3 separate regions of the Mus musculus genome follow, and regions 2 and 3 are each linked to region 1. Evidence: chromatin contacts called from public promoter capture Hi-C data. All regions are on one chromosome and are shown on one strand. The core of a region is the stretch at or near the end of the contact, and the rest is flanking DNA. Distances in the headings are between cores, read along the strand shown. Region 1 has its middle 460 kb from the start of Gm20125. Region 2 holds the start of Heca (hdc homolog, cell cycle regulator). Region 3 holds the start of Abracl (ABRA C-terminal like).

Evidence for each region. Promoter capture Hi-C pulls out the DNA fragments that hold promoters and counts their contacts.
Region 2: a promoter capture Hi-C map of liver shows a contact between it and region 1, with 3 times the contacts expected there. The contact joins the promoter of Heca here to the enhancer-like site in region 1. A contact is called at or near these places in 4 of 39 promoter capture datasets (the 3T3-L1 cell line, cranial neural crest and liver).
Region 3: a promoter capture Hi-C map of cranial neural crest shows a contact between it and region 1. The contact joins the promoter of Abracl here to the enhancer-like site in region 1. A contact is called at or near these places in 5 of 39 promoter capture datasets (the 3T3-L1 cell line, cranial neural crest, hippocampal neurons and 2 more).

Annotation. Positions count from the first base shown.
Region 1 is chr10:16,635,204-16,639,023 of GRCm38.p6, forward strand. No RefSeq gene overlaps it. Among named protein-coding and RNA genes, the nearest start is that of Gm20125, 460 kb to the right of the region's middle. Within about 2 kb of position 2,003, at least 23 of the 459 cell types and tissues checked have an H3K27ac peak or open chromatin away from gene starts, as enhancers often do.
Region 2 is chr10:17,946,007-17,949,860 of GRCm38.p6, forward strand. Heca (hdc homolog, cell cycle regulator) reads right to left here and starts at 2,061. Exons shown (of 4, transcript NM_001033432.3): 1 at 1,503-2,061. The coding sequence starts at 1,776.
Region 3 is chr10:18,020,932-18,025,110 of GRCm38.p6, forward strand. It overlaps Abracl (ABRA C-terminal like), which reads right to left and starts at 2,321. Exons shown (of 3, transcript NM_028440.1): 1 at 2,136-2,321.

The sequences.
Region 1 (3,820 bases), core at 753-3,252:
GAGAAAGGAAGGTTTGGTAAACAAGATAAAAGAGAGTAAACACATTGAAGATGTGCTGTAAACAATCCAGTATGTTGAATACCCAAGGAGTAAGGAAGAGACTGATTTTAGAGGAATATCATGATGAGTAGTAAGAAGGTCAAAAACTGTACATAGGAAAAACTGAATGTTGTACCATGGTTATTTCCTATGGTATCATTGTGCTCATGTTGCTAAGAAAATGTACCCACAAATGGAAAATTATTATGCACAGTAGTGTGTTTTATCATACTTCTGAAACTTAAGAATTCCAATACAAACAAAAGACTGATTTTATGTCCAGTGAATCTCTACTTCCAGGTAGCAACACTTGTGAAACCCTCAGAAAACAAAAAAAAAGAAGGTAAAACACAATGCTCCCTTCAGTTTCTTTTAAAAGATCACCAACTGCAATTACACGGATTCCATTCTCATGATTTCCTAAGCTCCGTAGACACAGCTGCTTAGTGCAACCACTTTAGTGATTAAATTTCATATCACAGTACCTATGATAGTTGCAGTGACAACATTTATAATAGATGTAATAATAAAATGACAAAAGTCAGGATCTTTTTACTACTTACATGTGTGATGCTACTGATTTAAAAAAAAAAAAAAGCACAATGTTGTCCAACTCAACCTCCAAGTCGTTTAGAACAATTGAAGAAATAAGTAAGAAAAGGCACAGCAAGAAATCAACAGGCTGGCTGAATTCCACACCTTCTATGTGGAGAAGTCATCACTTAAACCATATACTACTCAGTCACCTGCTCCTGACAGGCGGCAACTAAAGATTCTGAGCAGAACGATGCTGTCGCTTACGTGTCTATTTGGAACAACAGTTAAAAGGATGTTGATTAAGGGCTACAGATCATACTGTTCAGCAAGGGAAAATGTCTTACAAATCACCCCAAGTCCATGAGCACATGTCTGTGATCCATTACTGCTAAGACAGAGATAGCCATATTCCTAGGATCAGCAGCCTATTTGGTGGGTTCTGTGTCAGTGAGAGACCTTGTCTCAAAAAGCAAGGTAGATGCTGAAAGTACGACATTCAAGGAGTCTATGTCCATCCATACTTATGTGTATAGCAACCTCTTGACACACATCTGCACCACAAATACACACACACACACACACACACACACACACACACACACACACACACACGTGTGTGTGTGTGTGTGCGCGCATACATGCATACTTGTGCACACACTCACATTACATATTGCCAATGGTAGATTAAGTATTGGCAAATGGTAATTAGAATGCTGGTTCTGTGTTTCAAGTAGCCATTACTAAGACATAATTAGTCATGATATTACAGTGAGGGTAAATAAAAAATTATATTTGTAACTTATTCAATTTATTGATTTGAATTTATTGATTTGAATCAGTCATGTGTGTTGATGCAGAGGAAGGAATACTCTTAGATGCCAAAGTGTGAAGTGAAAAGAAGCTAGGTTAGCAATGCCAAATAAATAACTTCAGGTATATTGTCTGGGTGTGGCCATGAGATAACCAATGAAAAGGGTGGGAATGAGAGAATACATTGTTTCAGGAGAAAGGACCCAATATGTAGAACCAAGGATCATTAGAGTAGTCCAGCCCCTTGAAGATAAGAATGTAGACCTGACAGGAAATAAAGATGAAGAATAAGGAAGAGAAGTGCAAATAGTACAGATAATTTTGGAGGTGAATTGAAAATGTTCTGTAATTTAGATCTGAAAAAAAAATACAAGCTACATTGAAAAAGCCAGAAGGAATGGATGTGTAGACACAGAAGAACAGTTAGAGAAGAAGAACCAATTACAAGGTTCTGAGACTCCTACAGAAGGGCTTTTAGAATGAACACCATGACCTTACAGAATGTCATGAAATAAACTAGATAGAAGTATGACCAAGAATGGGCTATGGATGAGTGCTGTTGACACAGGAAGCTTCTATTGCACAATGATGACAGCCATCCAGCCAAGACAAAAAATGTTCCCTCTGGCTCTGCCCCCAGATGGAGCTGTGTGCTCATCAGCAGAGCTATAAAATGGCATGTCATGGGAGTGGAGGATGAAAACTGTCTCTGTAACTCTCACCATTCAAAAGTTTGTCAAAGCAGCATTATTCTTTGAGGATAAGCAACTGTCCTCTGTAGTAACTTGACACATACTAAGTGAAGTTCATCTTGCACTGAGAATCCCTTTCCCACACTCAGTGTGAAAGGGAGGGAAATATTTTCTGAAAATACTGACAATTTGCTCAGTTATTTTCCATATTTAACTTATTTAGAAAATGTCCTCAATATAATGTCTGCCGCCATCTAACATTTAACCTGTGTAGCATATACAATTTCATTGGGCTTACAACGTTTGGGAATTCCATTTTTTCACATGCAAAGGAAGATTTAATATGCAGTAGAAGATGACTCTGCCTTACAAAAATAAATGAGAAACTGCTGTTCTTTGTTCAAGGTCAAATGTCGCTTTCAATTAAATGTAGGTATTTAAGAGGGGGTCCTGATGAATGCAAGCAGTAAGCTTGAAAGCCCATAAGCATACATTCAAAGAGCCTTAGAACTCAAAGAAAAGAGTGAATGTAAATTTTCAGAACTGTCAATTTTTCATTTGAAATTTTGGTCTTTATTTCTTCTTATAATCTGCCCTAGTCAAGCACATATTTATTTCTTTCAAACCTGCTCCTTTCTTTGAAACTGTTGTTATATTTCCATGAAAATGACATCTTTGTTCTTTAGAAAATCATTCCCAGCTTATTGTCTGCCCTGAATTACAATAATCCTATATTTGTTACAATCTAATCACTTCTACAGCAACCTACTGTGAGGTTAGAAGTAAAGGATTAAAACTTCAAGTAGAAATACAAAACCACCCCCTTAACAAACCACAATATATTTTTTCAACATAAATATCCCAAGGAACAAAGAAACATTTTGACATAAGAACTCTGCAGAATATAGAAAAACGCAGCAGAACTGTTTATCAAAGTTTTCCTTGGTGTGTCAGCAGGTTCTGTGTAACTGACAGTGCTGATCCAAACGTTTTGATAGTAATAGAAGTGTTAACAGTGATAAGAACAAAAAAATATTAAACACTGTTGACTGTAACATTTCATTTCCACTGCCCTAATGCTGTTAGTGCAGAAAAATGGAACAAGAGGGAAGAGACTCAGCCACACAGCCAATGGAAATGAGGATTTAGTGGCAGGAGCTACAGAGGCATATAGGCATTAACAAAAAAGGAAAACCAAGAAAAGAAAGGAGAGAAGGAAGAACAAAAAGAGAGAGGAAAAAGAAAGTTAAACTAGCTCTGTCTTTATTGGTGACAGCAAAATTAGAGGAGATATTATTTGAAAACAAATGTGTAATAAATGAAACAGTAGTTGTATTCAAAATAATTATATTCTCTTCACTGACAAAAATATGTGACTGCTGAACAGACTTTCATAACATAGCAATATAAATGACTGTTAAATAACAATGTTAGTATAATATATTCATACTAACTTAGCACATATAAATGCAGCATTACTTTTAAAGTATGTTTTTATATTCTTCACTACATAATGCATTTTAGTGTTTACTTTGATGTCTTTATATTTCATAATCTGTTTAAGTTAAACATAATGTAAAAAGAAACAAATTATACCATAAATATACAGATATTAATATATCCACATTTTACTTGCTGTCAAAACATTTTGTGCTAACTTCTTACATTTTATAGATATTAAAATTACTAATTTAGGAATATGAATAACATAATAATCCTATACTGCCTAAGATAATCTCATT
Region 2 (3,854 bases), core at 811-3,310, 1.3 Mb after region 1:
TAAAGGGTCACTCTAAGCCTCCCTCAGGAAAATCCTCTAAAGGCCCAGTGTAACCCTCACTGCCCCCCCTCACTCCCTCAAGTGTGTCTATGAGGAAACTGAGGTTCAGAAAAACTGGCCTTTCTCCAGATATCAAAGCTCTAAATGGCTGAGGAAGAGCTGGTATTATGCAGTCTAAGTATCATCTTCTCTGTCACATCAATATCAAAAGGACGGTTAGAGATAAGAAAGCAAGAGCCGGCACAGGCTAGCCAAATAGGCTAGCCAAGTTTTGATAGTACACTATCAAACACTCACAAACGTGTAAGTTTGCTCCTCCTAATAAACAAATCTTCCTATTTCAAAACTGCAGGGGCTCAGCCAGGGGGGGGCCCTTTCCAACAGCCTGTAGTCTATCTCCTATGGGAATCACTGTGGCATTCTTGTAAGTACTGTAGCCCTTTTTATGGGAGACCATCTACATAGAGGATGGCTTTGAAAACTGTTAAGAAGCAAATATAACGATTCTAACGATTCTCATCTACTTACATTAAAATGTACATTTTTTTCCCCTGAAAAACTACCTGAGAAGAAAAAAGTTTAAAAGCTGCCCAAATAAATGTCAGGCATCCTGTGGTAAGAAGGGAAAATCCTGTCACACCTTAGCTATTACCTGCATTCCTCCCTTCTAAAGGATCATTCAAGCGCTCATGAAATTATCAGGGCTTCTTCAGAAAAACAAATGTGAAACAATTATACAAGGGACAGGAAAAGAAAGAAAGAAAGAAAGAAAGAAAGAAAGAAAGAAAGAAAGAAAGAAAGAAAGAAAGAAAGAAAGAGAAAAGAAGGAAAGGAAGAAAAGGAAGAAAAGAGAGAAAGAAAGAGAGAGAAAAAAAAGAAAAAGACACCCAAACACTTCAGGTTGGGAACGGAAGTCAAGTTCAGATTCTCTTCCTTCCTCGAGCAAGACAAGAGAATTAAATGAACACCACACACACACACACACACACACACACACACACACACACACACTCTCTCTCTCTCTCTCTCTCTCTCTCTCTCTCTCTCTCTCTCTCTCTCTCTCTCTCTCTCTCTCCACCTGTGGCAATCAGGCAACAGGCCTACATCTGCTGGGAATTGCAGCTTTTCTTCTTTGGGGGCAATGGTGGGTGGGTGGGTCGCGGTGAGCAGGGAAGTTTCCAATCGGATCATTCTAACTTGGGCTCCTTTTCCTGCTTGCCCGCTGCCTCGCTCCCACCAACCCGGGACATTTCAGACTCAGCCCGCGCGGGCACCACGGGGAGCAGGCACCAACCGGAGCGCCGCCGCGGGGCCCGCAGCCCCGGTCCACGCCGCTCCGCGTGGGGACCACGAAAGGAAAGGCAGCGCGGGGCGGTGGGGCGGGGCGAGCACTTCCTGACTCGCATTGTCCACGCGCCGCCCGCGCCACCCAGGGCCCCGCCACCGCGCCCGCCCGCCCGTCGGTGAGGAAGTTGGCGCTCGCCCCGCCGCTGTCGTCTTACCATTCTTAGCGTCTCCCGCGGCTGCAGCCCCCGCAGCGACGGTGGCGTTGGCGGCGCCCGTGCCCGCACCTCCCGGGCCCGCCGCGCCGCCGGTGCCCACCGCGCCGGGCGACGCCGCCCCGCAGCCCGCCGCCGCCGCCGCCAGGGCCCCTCCGGCCGCCGCGCCTGTCGCACCCGCCGCCGCCAAGGCCCCGGCTCCATTTTCCTGCTCGTCCCCGCTGCTGTTGGCGCGCTTGTTTTTGCGGCCGCCTTTGCTGTTCTTGGGGTTGGGCATCTCCCCGGCCCGCTCGCGGGTGTCCCGGTCCCCGGCGCCCACGAAGGCGGCTCCCCCGCCGCACCGGGGCGGCCACGGAGAGCGCGGGCCGGCCGCTCTTCCTCAGGCGCCCGCCCCGCCGCGCGGCCCTCGCCGCGACATTCCGGCCGCCGCGCCCTCCGCGGCAGAAGCCGGCGCGGCCACGCGCGGCCACCCGAGGCTCGCAGCCGCGCGGGCGCAACGGGCCCCCGAGCAGAGCGAGACGCGGAGGAGCCCGAGGGAAAAGGCGGGTCTCGGGCTTGTTTTGATTCGGCTGCGCTGACACGCTCCAGGCCCGCCCCCGCCCGTGACGACACTGGGGCTTGAGCCCGGCCCCGCCCACCCAGTGACCTCACGGCAACTCGCTCCGCCCCCGTGACGTCACGCTCGGCGCTCAGCCCTCGGCTCTGGGTGACGTCATCCAGGCGCCTTCTTGGGAGAGGGAGGCTGGCGGGCTTCCCGCGTGTGCTGACAGCCACGACTGGGAGCCAGGCAGTGTTCGTGAAGTTGTTAACTGGCCTTCTGACCTTACTGGAGCTAAACCTGACAACGTGGTCTGGAAAAACAAACAGGTGACTAGAACAGGAGAGCAAAACAAAGGGTTTCGGATTAATAATTCGCTCAATGGCTCTGCGGCTCAACAATGGTAAGATAGGAGTTTCTGGAGAGTGCAGTTGAGCTCCTGTATGGGAATTCTTCAGTCTCGTGGTGGAAAGCTTATTTAGCCCAGACCTACCAACCAGAGACCCAAGGGTTCTGTCGGTTCTGTCAGAAGCAGAGCCAGCCAGGAGGAGCCAGGCTGCACAAAGAAGACTGAGTTGTCTGGAGAGAACGGCCGGGTTGTGAGGAGGACATCAGAGGTGAAGAAGTGAGGGCACAGCCATGCTCAGCAGTAGATGGCCAACACAAAAGAGACTCAGTTGAATCTTAAGAGGTTCTTTGTCTCAGAATGTTTTGTCAGGGATATATATATATATATGTGTAATCTTTTTAGGTCTTTTGTATAGACATATGGCTTCCAGTTTTCTGTTTTTTGTGGAATTCCTCACTGAACGAATACATCTATATGACTTTCTCATGCTTTTTCATTTGTTTGTTTTGTCCTATATTGTGTGTTTGTTTTCATCTTATCTATTTTATTATTATTTAGATGCATATTTGTTTTCTAAGAAGAGGCAGGAAAGCTGTGGATTCGGCTGGGAAGGGAGGTGGAGAGGATCTTGGCAGAGCTGGAGAAGGGGAAAGAAGAGCAGAATATAGTGTATTAAAAATCTATTATTAAAGAAGAAAAACGGAAAGAAAGAAAAAGAGATGAGAGCACAGGGTTCCTGGGAAGAGTTTGATGTAATCTCCTTTTCTGCACTCTCTTCTGCCCCTTTCAAAGACCCGCTCCTTTCCACCCTTCTGATCTCAGCTCATTTCTTCAGAATGATCCCATACCTTACCAGAAGAGCTGTCCCGAGTATCACAGTTTATTTCTCCTGTCTACCTCTGATTACGTTGGCAATGTATATGCTTAAATAATTTTCCTCTGTTCCCTCGCATGAAACAGCCATATTTTTATCTTGGGTGCCGTAAGAAACAACTGAACTGATCTTGGTGAATGTATAAATGACATTCTTGATCCATGACTACAGAAAAACACTGAACTCGTTTACAGTGTCTTCTTCCTATGGCGTGATCTTTAATCGACTGGACTGTTGAGGCAAGGCACTGTGGCTAGGTTGAAGGGTCTAGAAAGATGGCCAAGGAATTGCTCAGAGAAGAGCCATCCACATGACTTCCTAGCCAGGATTCTGATGGGCAGAGCCTGGAGCAACACTGTATTCTTGAGAGCAATTGCTAGTTGGACGCAGTACACTATATGTTAAAGGAAAGTAATTCTTTAGAAGGCCCAAATGATAGCTAAGATAGATAGGGAAGGAAGGAGGGAGAGGTGGAAGAGAGATGTGTGTGCTGGAGATTAGTATCAGGTGTCTTCCTTTATTCCTCTCCACCTTATTTTTTGGAGGCAGGGTCTCTTATGGACCTGGAGCTCACGGACATATTAGATGACCAGC
Region 3 (4,179 bases), core at 1,071-3,570, 1.4 Mb after region 1:
TCAAGATTTTGCTAAACTACTAGTAAATAACACCCTTTTCCACTGTTTCTAACATGAGCATTTCCAACCCTCATGTAAATGAGACCATATGGGAAAACCCATCTGGGAAATCCAGCAGAAAGAAAATCTAGGCATAAAAATGACTCAGCCTGTCCCCGATCCTGGAACTTCTGATTTTATGAACCAATGATATTTTCCCTGTTTATAACATGTAGTGCATGTAGTTTCTATTTCTTACATGATAAAGAATAGTGATCCAGTTAGCTTAACAACATTTTATTTAAAAGCAAATAACAAAACATAACTAGAATCATCGTAATATATTTATATACGTAGTCTACATGTTTGGTATTGTTCTATTGGTTAGGATGGACAGATATAACAGAAACGCAGATTGGGAGGCAGGGGGATGACTCAGTTGGTAAGACTCTTGCTTTATAAGCATGAGATTACCGCGTCTGAGCCCCAGAACCTACATACAAATGTGGGGTGTGGGAGATCCTATGACTGTAACCCCAGAAATTACACGCCAGGTTCCTTAGCCGAATTAATTCATAATTAATTTCTTTTACAAAAATCTTTTTTTACATGTATTTCTTTTGGGGAGGGTATGAATGTGAAGGTCAGACACAACTTGTGGGCTTTCCCATGTGGGTCACAGGGATTAAAATCTGGTCATGAGGCTTCGCAGTGAGTAAGTGCCTTTACCCTAATTCATGAAATTCTAAGAACACTACGAAGTACTTATTTCATTGCGAATGAAACAAGCTCACAACAGTTAATGCCACATAAGCCGTGTTCCCAGCACACCATCTTGCCAGGTCTTCCCGTTCTTTTACTGTTACACAAACGAATCTAATGCAATAGTGTATCCTTATGTGATATCATATACTGAGTGCTTACTAAGGCAGATCATTTACAAAGCAAGAACAGCCTCGCAGTCTGGACCCTTATGAATAGGAAAATAATAGGTTTGCTACTGCAAACCCAACTCAATAGGTTTTAGTCACTTAATATGGGAGGGGAAAAGAGAAGAAAATATTCACATTATACAATAGACCCAGGGCAGTCTAAAAGCCGGAGAGAAACCTCTCTTCGTTGAGAGATCAAGAACAATGAGAGGTCATAGCAAAGCAAACCTAAGAAAATGAGCCTGTCTGCGAGAGGCTGGGCCAGAAGACGGGCAGCGGCAGATGTCAGCCGGGCCTGTCTAACTGTCTCAGATTCTAATTAGGCTGTCTGAGTGGGTCTCACAAGGAGAGGGGCTTGGCACATGCTAGAAAGCTTCATCGATACACATTTGGAAAGGAATGTCAGGAGCCTTCTCTAGTTATGTTTTAAAACTCTAGAGGCAATAGGCCAAGGAAATAAAGCCTTCTAGAGTCGCCTGCTCGGGAACCGACAGCCAACTTTACACGCGAGCTAGGCGGTCTTCCAGCCTCCCTTCTATCACTAACAGCTGGCGCGGGTCAAAGGCTCACCTTCGTCCCTATTCGCTGGTTCCAGCTGACTCCATATTTGGTCATTCCTCCTACAAGTTTGAGGTCTTGCCAAATATGGATCCCCAAATCCTGAGGTCTGTGTGTACCACTCCCTCACTCCTGAACTGCATAGGGCTGCAGAGCCCGGGACCACAAGCGCTTCGTCCCTTTGTCTTCGCAACTCACCCTCCCTCGGTCCCCCACCGTCAGCGCACCCGAAGGCACAGCCCGGGAGCCCCACGAGTCCTACTTTCCCTTCCTCACCTGCCCTCCGCAGTGCAGAGAGCAATGTCATGACACCACTTCATTGCCCCGGGATCCCCCCCCCCAGTCTTTCCGCACCCCGTAACCTCACCCCCAGCCCCCCACCCAACCAAGCTGACGCCAAATGCAAAACCCACACGTTGCACCGCTGCAAACATCGATTGGGGCTGCCCCTCTCCTGGTCCGCCCCCGGCCGGCAAAACGTCACGTGAGCCCAGTGCGGAAGTGTGCTGGCCGAGTGGGGTTCCCGCCAGTGGGGTACAAAGGGCGCGTGTCCAAGGCCCCTCTAGCTGTACCGCGGCACCCCGAGGTCCTTACCCTCCACCCGGGGCTCAGACTTCCCAGACGTCGGGTCCAGCTTTCCCCCAGCGCCTTCCAGGACTAGCTCACCTCTCCGATTGCTTCCTTCTTCACGGAAGAGCTGCTGCTGCGTGGGTCTGAACCCTGTACTCGGCTTCCGCGCCCTGGGGAGGAACAGGCAGAAGAAGGAAGTGGCCCGGGCTAAGAGAAAGGCTGCAGTGGAGGAGGGAGGGGACAAGGAGAGGCGTAGGGGGCAAGTAAGACTAAGTGCTGTCTGGAAAGGGGCCGCCCATTCTCCCGGGACACGCCTAGGAGGAGGAAACCCGCGCCAACGCCAAAGCTGGAGGCAGGTTTCTAGGAATGCACACACAAAGTACCATCACCTCTCTCGTCCTACTCGTCAGGACCCACAGCCTAATGCATCTTCATTTCCTGACAGAGTATCTTACCCAACAAGAGAAAAAGCTCCCCCAGCGTGCTAAATTCTGAGATCTCCTAGGAAAACAGAGCCTCACGTGGGTTCTGTATGCAGAGCATTAGGCTCAAGACAAATAATAATAATAATAAAGTAAAAAAGACTCAATTTGCAAACACCTTCATTCTTCAAGGCCAGGTCTACCGATTTTGATTCTAGATCTTGAGACGGAATACATTTGTTTCGCTTCATTGTTTCCTACATTTCATTGACCATTCAAATCATTCAAATTCTTTTTATTTCCATCGTATGTACTTGCCCTACCCAGAGTTTTGAAAAAGAAACTCAACTTAAATTATTGTATAGGAATTGTAAATGTAATCATGAGGGAAATTTCTCTTCCCACCCCCAATTAATTACGAGTGTCCAAGTGTCCAAGTCATTGGTGACGTCCTCCGTGGAGGCAGGAAGATCTCTGTGAACTCCGGGTCAACCTAGTGAGTTTCAGCCCCCCCACCCCCCGCAGCCCCCACACACACTCACAAATGTGGCCTAGTCTTTGTCAACCTCATCAAACAGCAGCCACTCCACAACAATGGTGAAACTGATCATTTGGACCAATCAAATCTCCCTTGGAAATTGAAGGTGGTACAGGTAGAGAATGAGCCATCTGGGTGAGGCTGGAAAAGGCCAGGTCAGACAGAGGCCCAAAATGGACTTTCATTGAGCAAGAAAGTTGACTTTGTGCAGAAACCAGGAAGGGGGGGGGGGGTAGAGAATGGAGAGAGGTGGAGCGGGGGAGGGGCTAAGGAGGGAGAGGGGCAGGGTGGGAGAAGGGGAGGGGAGGGGGCAGAAGAGGGAGAAGGGAGAGAGAGAGAGAGAGAGAGAGAGAGAGAGAGGAGAGAAGAGAGAGGAGAGATTGGGAAGGTGGGTGGAGACTGGTGGAGGCCTTGGGGAAGTCCAAGGACAATCTGTGAGAAGCTAAAAATGTAATAGTCAGAAAGACCTGTTTTCAGGGGATGTGAGAGTAGCCAGGTCCCCTAAGCTGTGCAGGGTCCATGCTCTCCCCAAGCAGTGGCCTAGTTGCCCTACAGGATCAAGGTTTGCCATGTGAATGTGAACCTGAGTGGTTAGCTGTCCTGTAACTGTTGTCAAACTTACAAAATCTTCTAAGTAAGGACTGTAAGATCCTTCAAGGCCTCTTTTTTTCCTCTCAGAAGGGAGCTGAAAATTTATAGTTTATGTCTTTTAAAATGTGTTGGGAGCCGCGCCCACATTCGCCGTTACAAGATGGCGCTGACAGCTGTGTTCTAAGTGGTAAACAAATAATCTGCGCATGTGCCGAGGGTGGTTCTTCACTCCATGTGCTCTGCCTTCCCCGTGACGTCAACTCGGCCGATGGGCTGCAGCCAATCAGGGAGTGACACGTCCTAGGCGAAGGAGAATTCTCCTTAATAGGGACGGGGTTTCGTTTTCTCTCTCTCTTGCTTCTTGCACTCTGGCTCCTGAAGATGTAAGCAATAAAGCTTTGCCGCAGAAGATTCTGGTCTGTTGCGTCTTTCCTGGCCGGTCGTGAGAACGCGTCTAATAACAAAAATGTACATAATACAAAATTGTAGTGTTAAAACAAATACCATACTTAACAATTTCCCCAAGCAAGGTCTCACTGCAAGGCCACCCACACTCCAGTAGAGTCACTTCAGTTATAATGAGGCAATT